2 separate regions of the Rattus norvegicus genome follow, and region 2 is linked to region 1. Evidence: chromatin contacts called from public Hi-C data. All regions are on one chromosome and are shown on one strand. The core of a region is the stretch at or near the end of the contact, and the rest is flanking DNA. Distances in the headings are between cores, read along the strand shown. Region 1 has its middle 220 kb from the start of Peli2. Region 2 has its middle 100 kb from the start of Peli2.

Evidence for each region. Hi-C and Micro-C count contacts between places; a contact is called where the count stands out from the background.
Region 2: a contact with region 1 is called in a Hi-C map of Schwann cells, with 3 times the contacts expected there. The contact joins two enhancer-like sites. A contact is called at or near these places in 2 of 12 Hi-C or Micro-C datasets (Schwann cells and kidney).

What each region holds. Positions count from the first base shown.
Region 1 is chr15:23,648,768-23,652,466 of GRCr8, reverse strand. No RefSeq gene overlaps it. Among named protein-coding and RNA genes, the nearest start is that of Peli2, 220 kb to the left of the region's middle. Within about 2 kb of position 1,551, at least 2 of the 93 cell types and tissues checked have an H3K27ac peak or open chromatin away from gene starts, as enhancers often do. A contact at or near this core is called in Schwann cells, where this site is marked.
Region 2 is chr15:23,766,935-23,770,633 of GRCr8, reverse strand. No RefSeq gene overlaps it. Among named protein-coding and RNA genes, the nearest start is that of Peli2, 100 kb to the left of the region's middle. Within about 2 kb of position 1,958, at least 10 of the 93 cell types and tissues checked have an H3K27ac peak or open chromatin away from gene starts, as enhancers often do. A contact at or near this core is called in Schwann cells, where this site is marked.

The DNA.
Region 1 (3,699 bases), core at 302-2,801:
TCTGACTGAGAATTAGTCCAAATGAGCCCTTTCAATTTCCAGAGGCTGAAGTAGAGGCAAAGAAGTTCATAGGGGCCCCACAGGCAGAGAGCTGGGGTGGCTATGGCCTGGCCCGGGAGCCTTCGGTTGTTACACTGTCTACATTGCTCTTTGGTTTTGAAACCACCTACTACTGCTGAGCCGTCATGACGCTTGGTATGCCTCTCTCCTAGCTACTGACTTTATTTCAATTATTATGTTTTCTAGTGGATCTTATAACAAAGAGAGGGCTGCATGCCCTTAACCAGACATGGACGTGCTGTGCCTCAGGTGGAGCGGTCGGTGTGGGCAGCAGTCAGTGCCTAACCAGGAAAGCAGCAACTCTTCTGCACGGTGCAGAGGGGACTTAGCACAAGCCAGAGGTCAAAGGCTACTGGGAGGATTCCTGGAGTCAAGAAGACAAAAATGCAAAATTGTTGAAAGGAGGGGAACTGTTGAATGGCTCTAGAAGACCAAAGTGGGGAATGGAGCCCCACAGCTCATGGTCACTGAGCTCTCTAGGCTCCACAGATGCTACTGCTGCCCACAGGTAGAGTAGGGTCCCAGGATATGTGCCAAGGAAAGCACGGAGGTGCTGTCTGGCAAGGAGTTGCGTTGTGGACAACCCGGGAGCACGTAGACCATGCGATCACCTTCCCTATCTCCGGGTATCACCCAGAGAATCTTCCCACGTGAGCTAGGCATGTGATAGATAGACTCCTTGTCCCAGGGGAAGAGAGGTGAGCACAGAGGACAGAGTCCTGAACTGCTTGACCACAATGTCTAGCCCTGGGAATCGGCAACTGAAAACCCCGTGAATATCTGTGTAAAAACAGGTTGCACCTGTGTTTATAAAAAGCTATCCGTCTCCCCCACCCCCACCCCCACCCCCACCTCTGCCTCTCTCCTCCATCTGCTCTCTCTCCCTCCTTCATCATATTCTATTGTGAATGGGAATGCCCACTGACCCAGACAGCGCCCTGCCTCCCCGAGGGTTGGTTAGAGGCTGGCGGCAGATAAGACAGCATCTTTGAGCTCTTCCTACTCCTTCCATGCATTGTGCTTGGTGTTGCCTTTTCTATTCCTAATTTTCCCAGGACGCCCATTCCCTTATTTAAATGACATGCAGATGCCCTTAATATTCATGAATCAGAACGCTGTTTACACTCTCCCCTTACATGTAAATTATTTGTGTAATAGGATGCTATTCCAAGTCGGAGGAGGCCCCCCCCGGCTAATGAGAGCAAGAGAATTTCCTAGCCTTTTCCTTTGCAGCTGAGACTTGGTCGAGGTGTCTTCATTTAATTGGATCAAGGAATGTTAATAAGTGCTTTGTCAGAGCGAAACATATGAATCCATAGCTCATAGTTTAGTTTTGTTTTGTTTTTTGTTTTTTTCCCACAGATCTTTCTGAGGGAGGAAAACTAGTTTCATTCATTCAGCTAAATTTATGCACGGTTAACAGAGAATCAGGTGCTGAGTCAACAGAAGAGAACAACAGAGCCCCTGTTCTCAAGAGGCTTGTCACCTGGAAAGGGCTGACAGATGAACAGTGTTGGGCACGAAGTACCTGCCCAGGGTGGGAGGGAAGAACACAGAAAGAATGTCACATTAACATGGGGACTCTGGGAAGGGTTCCAAGAGAAGGCAGGCTCTGGATGGATTTGCAAACAAGTCTGAGGAGGAGAGGAGAGGGAGAGGGAGAGGGAGAGGGAGAGGGAGAGGGCTTTCAACCCCAGGTCTCCAGCACAGGGATGGTCATGGGTCAGGTTTCAAGAAAAGTGTGGAAATAACATATGCCAAAGAGTTGCTTTCATTGGTGACCTGGGACCATGGAGACCTTCCCTGAACCGGGCTGTCTCCCAGAGAACTTTCCCATGTTGTTCACTGACACCCTAGTAGTTCATGAAATGAATGTTTGATGCCTAGTGGTACAAAGAAATCATGACAATTCTTCAAGGCAGGCATTCTGGAAGAGATATCCCCTGGCTGGGGGTTAGGGGGAGGCTGGAGCATTAACAGTTATGGGCTTAGCTCCCCCTGTTGTTGGGGGTCTGTAATCAATCTCTGTGATCATATTTCCTTAGGCAGAAGAACTGAAACAAACGTGGTTCTTACTAGTGAGTCTTAGTCCTTAAGTATCTCCTCTCCCACTGAGGAAGAAGAATTTTTTTTTTCCTGGCAGACTAAACTGTCCATCAAACCCAATGCCTTGTGCCTTTATGGAAGTCACACCCTTAAACTACTGAATTATTCTCCAATCTCCCACAAGCATCTTGGTTTACCATACACTTCAGGAGCCTTAATGAGAGGACAGCGCCACCTCCCTAGGCTCCCTGTTTGCTGTTTTCTGTGTCATCTGTCACATCTGAGCAACACTGAGGTGGTCAGTGAGGGATTCTGAGCCTTCAGCAGCACAACTAAATTGAGAAGTAGCTTACACAACGGAAAATTTGCTCTCTGAGTAAACGTCCGCCAGACCATCCTTCACCTTCCCTCTGAAACCTTTATGAGAAGCAGAATGAGCAGCACTTGAAAGTGGAGAGAATTCCCCAACAGGGTTTCCAGGGAGTTGCTTGCCAGGAGTGGCAGGGAGGGAGGGGGGGATTGGAGAGACAGTTATAAGGAGAGAGAAGGAGAAAGGGGAGGGGGAAATACTAGAAGGTGGGAAAGTGGGCGGGGGAGGAAGAGAGAGAAAGAGAGGAGAGGGAGGGAAATAAGACAGCAAAAAGTAAAGAGGGTGGGGAGGAGGAGGGAGAAAGAGAGGGTGGGAGAAAGAACTAAAGGAAAAGAAGGGAGGGGGAAGAGAAGAAGGAGGAGCTAAGAGGGAAGAGGGGATAGGGAAAGTGTAGCGAACACAGAGAAGAAAATCGGGGGAGGGGAAGAGGAAAGAAAGGGGAGAGAGGGGACGTGAGGAAAGGAAGGAAGAAAGAGTTGTTGAGGGGCCGGTGCTCTGTGGCAAGGCTCAGGCCTAGCTAACAGCAGGCTTGAAATATCCATGAGAGAATTCATCACGTTCCCAGGTCTGGAAGTCTCCAGAAAAAGATGAGTGATGGAGTGTGGGGGGGGGGGTGTCAGCGCTCAGGCTTGCGCCCCAGGCTAAACCGAAGGCCGGTTTTTATAGTTCTGCCACAGTTTCCCATTATGGACAGCCCCCAAAGGCTCCGGTATTGGGCGCAATTTTTCAGAGAGGAGTGCAGTAACTCAGTTGGCATCCACCAGGGTCTTGTGGCGAGCCGAGTAAAGCCTGTTTTCTGTTCCTGTGACAAAGCAGTGACTCTCTCGCACCCGTAACACTCAGCCTCCAGCCCTGTCAGATAGGAGAGCCATTTCTAGGAGCAGCTTGCTAGAAAGAGGCAGGTGTTAAAAGCTGTTCTCCCAGCCCTGGAGTCAGGCACAGAACTGGCCAAGAGCTGAATCGGCAGTTTGGTGGCTTGATAGCACCTGCTTTTCCTCCAGATCTTCTAAAATAACACAGAGATAGCCATCCTGCAATTTAATCCTCCCTCGCTCTTAGCCTCCCTGCAGGAAATTAGCCCTTTCAATGACTCTCAAATCCAACAGCTTCAGGGAAAACCAAGGGGCACTAGAGAAGACTTGCCCAACAAGACAAGACTGAGGAGATCTTTGAGGGAAGTTCAAGCAATTAATTGAGGGCATGTTGTGCCCACACTGGAAAGA
Region 2 (3,699 bases), core at 709-3,208, 120 kb before region 1:
CCCCGTGGGAAAATCCAAGTGAACCCTGCAGACCTCAAAGAAATGACTTAGCATTTAAAGGAAAACATCACACCTATGGGCAATTGGGGTGGGGTGGGGCACAAATAAAGAAACAAGGACAATAATGTTACAAGTAAGCAAAGACTGGGCAGTTGGCCTTGACTTCGTTCTAGGGAAAGCAGATGCCAGGTGAATCCCAGATTCCAGGGAAGGCTGTAGAGCTACTGACTCATTGGTGTCTGAGGTAGCAATGGCAGAGAAACACATGGCTGAGTTTTCTCGTAAAAGGCATCAGACGTGAAGGGGAAATTCTTAGAATGAAAAGAAGAAAGGAAACACTCTTCTTGTTTATGTGGAGGGGTGATGGGGGTGACCTGTGAGGGGGCACTAGGAAGGGGGGCAGTGATTGGAATGTAAAATTAATTAAAGATATTTATAAAAAGGATAGGAAGGAAGGAAGGAAGGAAGGAAGGGAGGAAGGAGGGAAGGAAGGAGGGAAGGAAGAAAAGGGGGCTGGCAGGGGCTGGTGGCAGTTCAAATGTCAATCAGTGGACTGCAAGATTCTAAGCTCTCAGCTTCGGGGCCACACCTCTATGATTCATCTACCAGAACTCCTGTTGGTATTAATCTGCCCTTCTAGCTCTTAGAAAGTAGCATGCATTCTTAAGTGTATGCTTTCTTTATGCTTTGGCCAGGTAGATAATAGAATATCAAAGATGGAGATGTTTGTCATCTGAATAAGGACATCCCCACACAGGTAGGAAAAGGATTTTGATCTTTTTTAGTTATTGTACTGGGGTGACCTGAGACAATACTACAGAACACTCTTGCCTGTTGCATTTCTCTCTCTTGTCTGTTACTTGCTTATTTCTTCCTCGTACCAGATAGCTTAGGTTTACAGAAAATCCTTTGTATTTTTCGTGGCCCACCAGTCACATGAGAACGCTAGTCTTTTGGGGGGAACATTTGGGGGTTGGGGAACAAGGTAGGTGTTGCCAGACTGTCTTGGCCATCATTGGACTGACAGATGTCACAACCAGGTTGTCCTCCTGCCTAAGCAGTTGGAGGGAGCCAGGTCATTTCACCAAGCACAATCCAAGGGCACACGCACACCCAGGCAGTCCGTAAGCACGAGGCCCAGTCAATCCAGACATTCACGGCTCTCAGCAGGCATGCAGCCTCATTGGTAATCAAGGCTAAGTCATCCAGTTTGCTCATAAAAAGATGGGCTACGTCTCTTGTACCAGAGAACACTTAGGAAGAGGGGAAAGATCACTGTGTTGAAAAGTTCCACATGCCTATAGATAGCCTTATCCTTAGGACAGCTTGGTTAAAGGACTGTCAGGTCTGCTGCCTTCTTCACTGTTCCTTAGCTGTCATTCTTAGAGTTCTGTGTGTGCAAAGGATTCTGATCTTGCTGTGAAAGCATCTTCAAACATCCTCCATATTTATCCCAGAGTTCTAGAGGCACCGAAGGCTCGGGGCTTCCCAGTTAAATTAATGTTGGGGAGAAGAAACAGGGACATGTCTTTGATGGTGATGGGTTGTGAGGAAGTCTGTCCTGTTCTCCTAGAAACTCTGACTCCCAGCACAGGGCAGGTTCAGTGCCCTACTGGGCTCCGTGTGCCCTGTAGCTCTGAGGTGGGAGCAACTAGTAATGTATACTGCCCAGTCCATCCCTGCTGTGGCTCTACTTGGCCCTGGCAATGGCCTGTGAGGTCTCTGGGCTTCTGCACTGTGCGTGGGCCCTTGGGAGGAGGTGGTGGCACAGTATGGACATTCTCTCCTCACCCACATAAATCCTCAGAGGTCTCCCTCCGTGAGCTCATAAAAAAAAAGTCCTTTATCTAATTCATGGCCCAGGGAATTGAGCTCGCTGGCTAGAGGCTTTCCAAGTCATTTCTCAGCAATTCATTACACAGGGAAAAACAGGTCCTTTTTGTTCTCAGTCTTAACCTAGGAATGCAACGCCTCCTGCCAAATTGATTAACAAAACCTGTGCACAGCGCTGAGCGCCCAGGCCAGTTTCTTAAATGCGCTAAAACTTGCTGACCATTGAAATGTAAATTTTTACCTTTGGCTGGAAGTCTTCTCAGCTTGTTGGAAATATCAATGTCACTTTCAAATGTCCAGGATCACTCCAGACCAAGCAACCGCTGTGAGAGCTAAGGCTTACCATGTGGCAATCAAGAGAGATTGGCCAGATGCCTTCTATCTCCTTGGCAGAAGAGAGGGCTTTGAACAAGCAGGTCACAGATTGAGAGGCAAAGATTCCCCCTCACTGAAAGTGGCTTCGGGCTGAGCAGAGCCACCCTCACCCCGCAACCCGAGAGAGCCAGAAAGCTCAGGACCCCGTCCACAGCCATCACCGTGACTAGGACAACTGGGCCTTTTGCTCTCCAGGCTGACCCATGCACACACTCTGGACAGAGCAATTTTCAAAGGGCTCCAGAACAACACATTTTTGTGCAGCAGAGGTCTACTGAGCCATCTCAAGGAATGGTGCCACTGGATGCGAATCTCAGTGTGCTTGCGCCTTGTATACGTGTGCAGGTGTGTACGGAGACCAGATGACAACCTCGAGTGTCATTCCTTGGGCACCATCACCTTTTTAGTTTTTGATTCCTCTTGAGGCAGTCGTGGAGGATACTGTGGGCTGGACTGGCTGGACAGTAGCCCCAGGTATCAGTCTACTCCCACATCTATAATCCCACATCACTGGGATTATAAGGTCTTGCTAGCACACCTGGCTTTTTTAAAAAATAGACCCTGAAGATGAACTTGGGTCTCTGTACTTATGTGACCACGACAAGCGCTTTACTGACTACCAACTCTCTTCTCGGTATACCTTTAACAATTTATACAAAGCCACGTTTAGAAATCTGCAATGCTTACTTTATTAGACAGCTGTTGCTTGAGGCAGGCTTACCTTGTGTATCCCAGGATGGCCTCAAACTCACACTTCTCCTGCTTCAGCCTCCCAAGTGGTGGGATTAAAGGTATGTGTGCCACGACACCCGCCCTGATTTATATATTTTTATAATACATGCCTATGGGAAAACCGGAAACTCATGCCTCCACGCTCCCACTCTCACTGCCAAGGTTAGAGATGTGCTTTGGGCCTTGGATTCTCTCCAGTATCTACGCTTCTCTTGGTGAACAGTGGTCACACTTGTACTTAGTAGTTGTCACCACCGCCATTGAACATTTGGGAAATGACTGTGCTCCTGGCGCTTGCTAAGGCCCCTCCTCCCCTGTGGTGGCCCGTGTGAAGTGGCACTATTAGGAGGTGTGGCCTTGTTGGAGTAGGTGTGGCCTTGTTGGAGTGGGTGTGGTCTTGTTGGAGGAAGTGTGGTCTTGTTGGAGTGGGTGTGGACTTGTTGGAGGAGGTGTGGCCTTGTTGGAGTGGGTGTGGTCTTGTTGGAAGTGTTACATCACTGTGGGGTGGGCTTTGAAATTCCATCCAGTGTGGAAGAGTCATTTCCTCTTGGGTGCAGTTTGGTCAAGATGTAGACCTCTCAAATCCTTCTCCAGCATGTCTGCCATGCTTCCTGCCAGGATGATAATTGACTGAACCTCTGAAACTGTAAGCCAGCCCCAATTAAATGTTTGCCTTTGCAAGAGTTGCTTGGGTCATGGTGTCTCTTCACAGCAATGGAAAACCCTAGCTAAGACATCCCCACCCTCAACACACATACT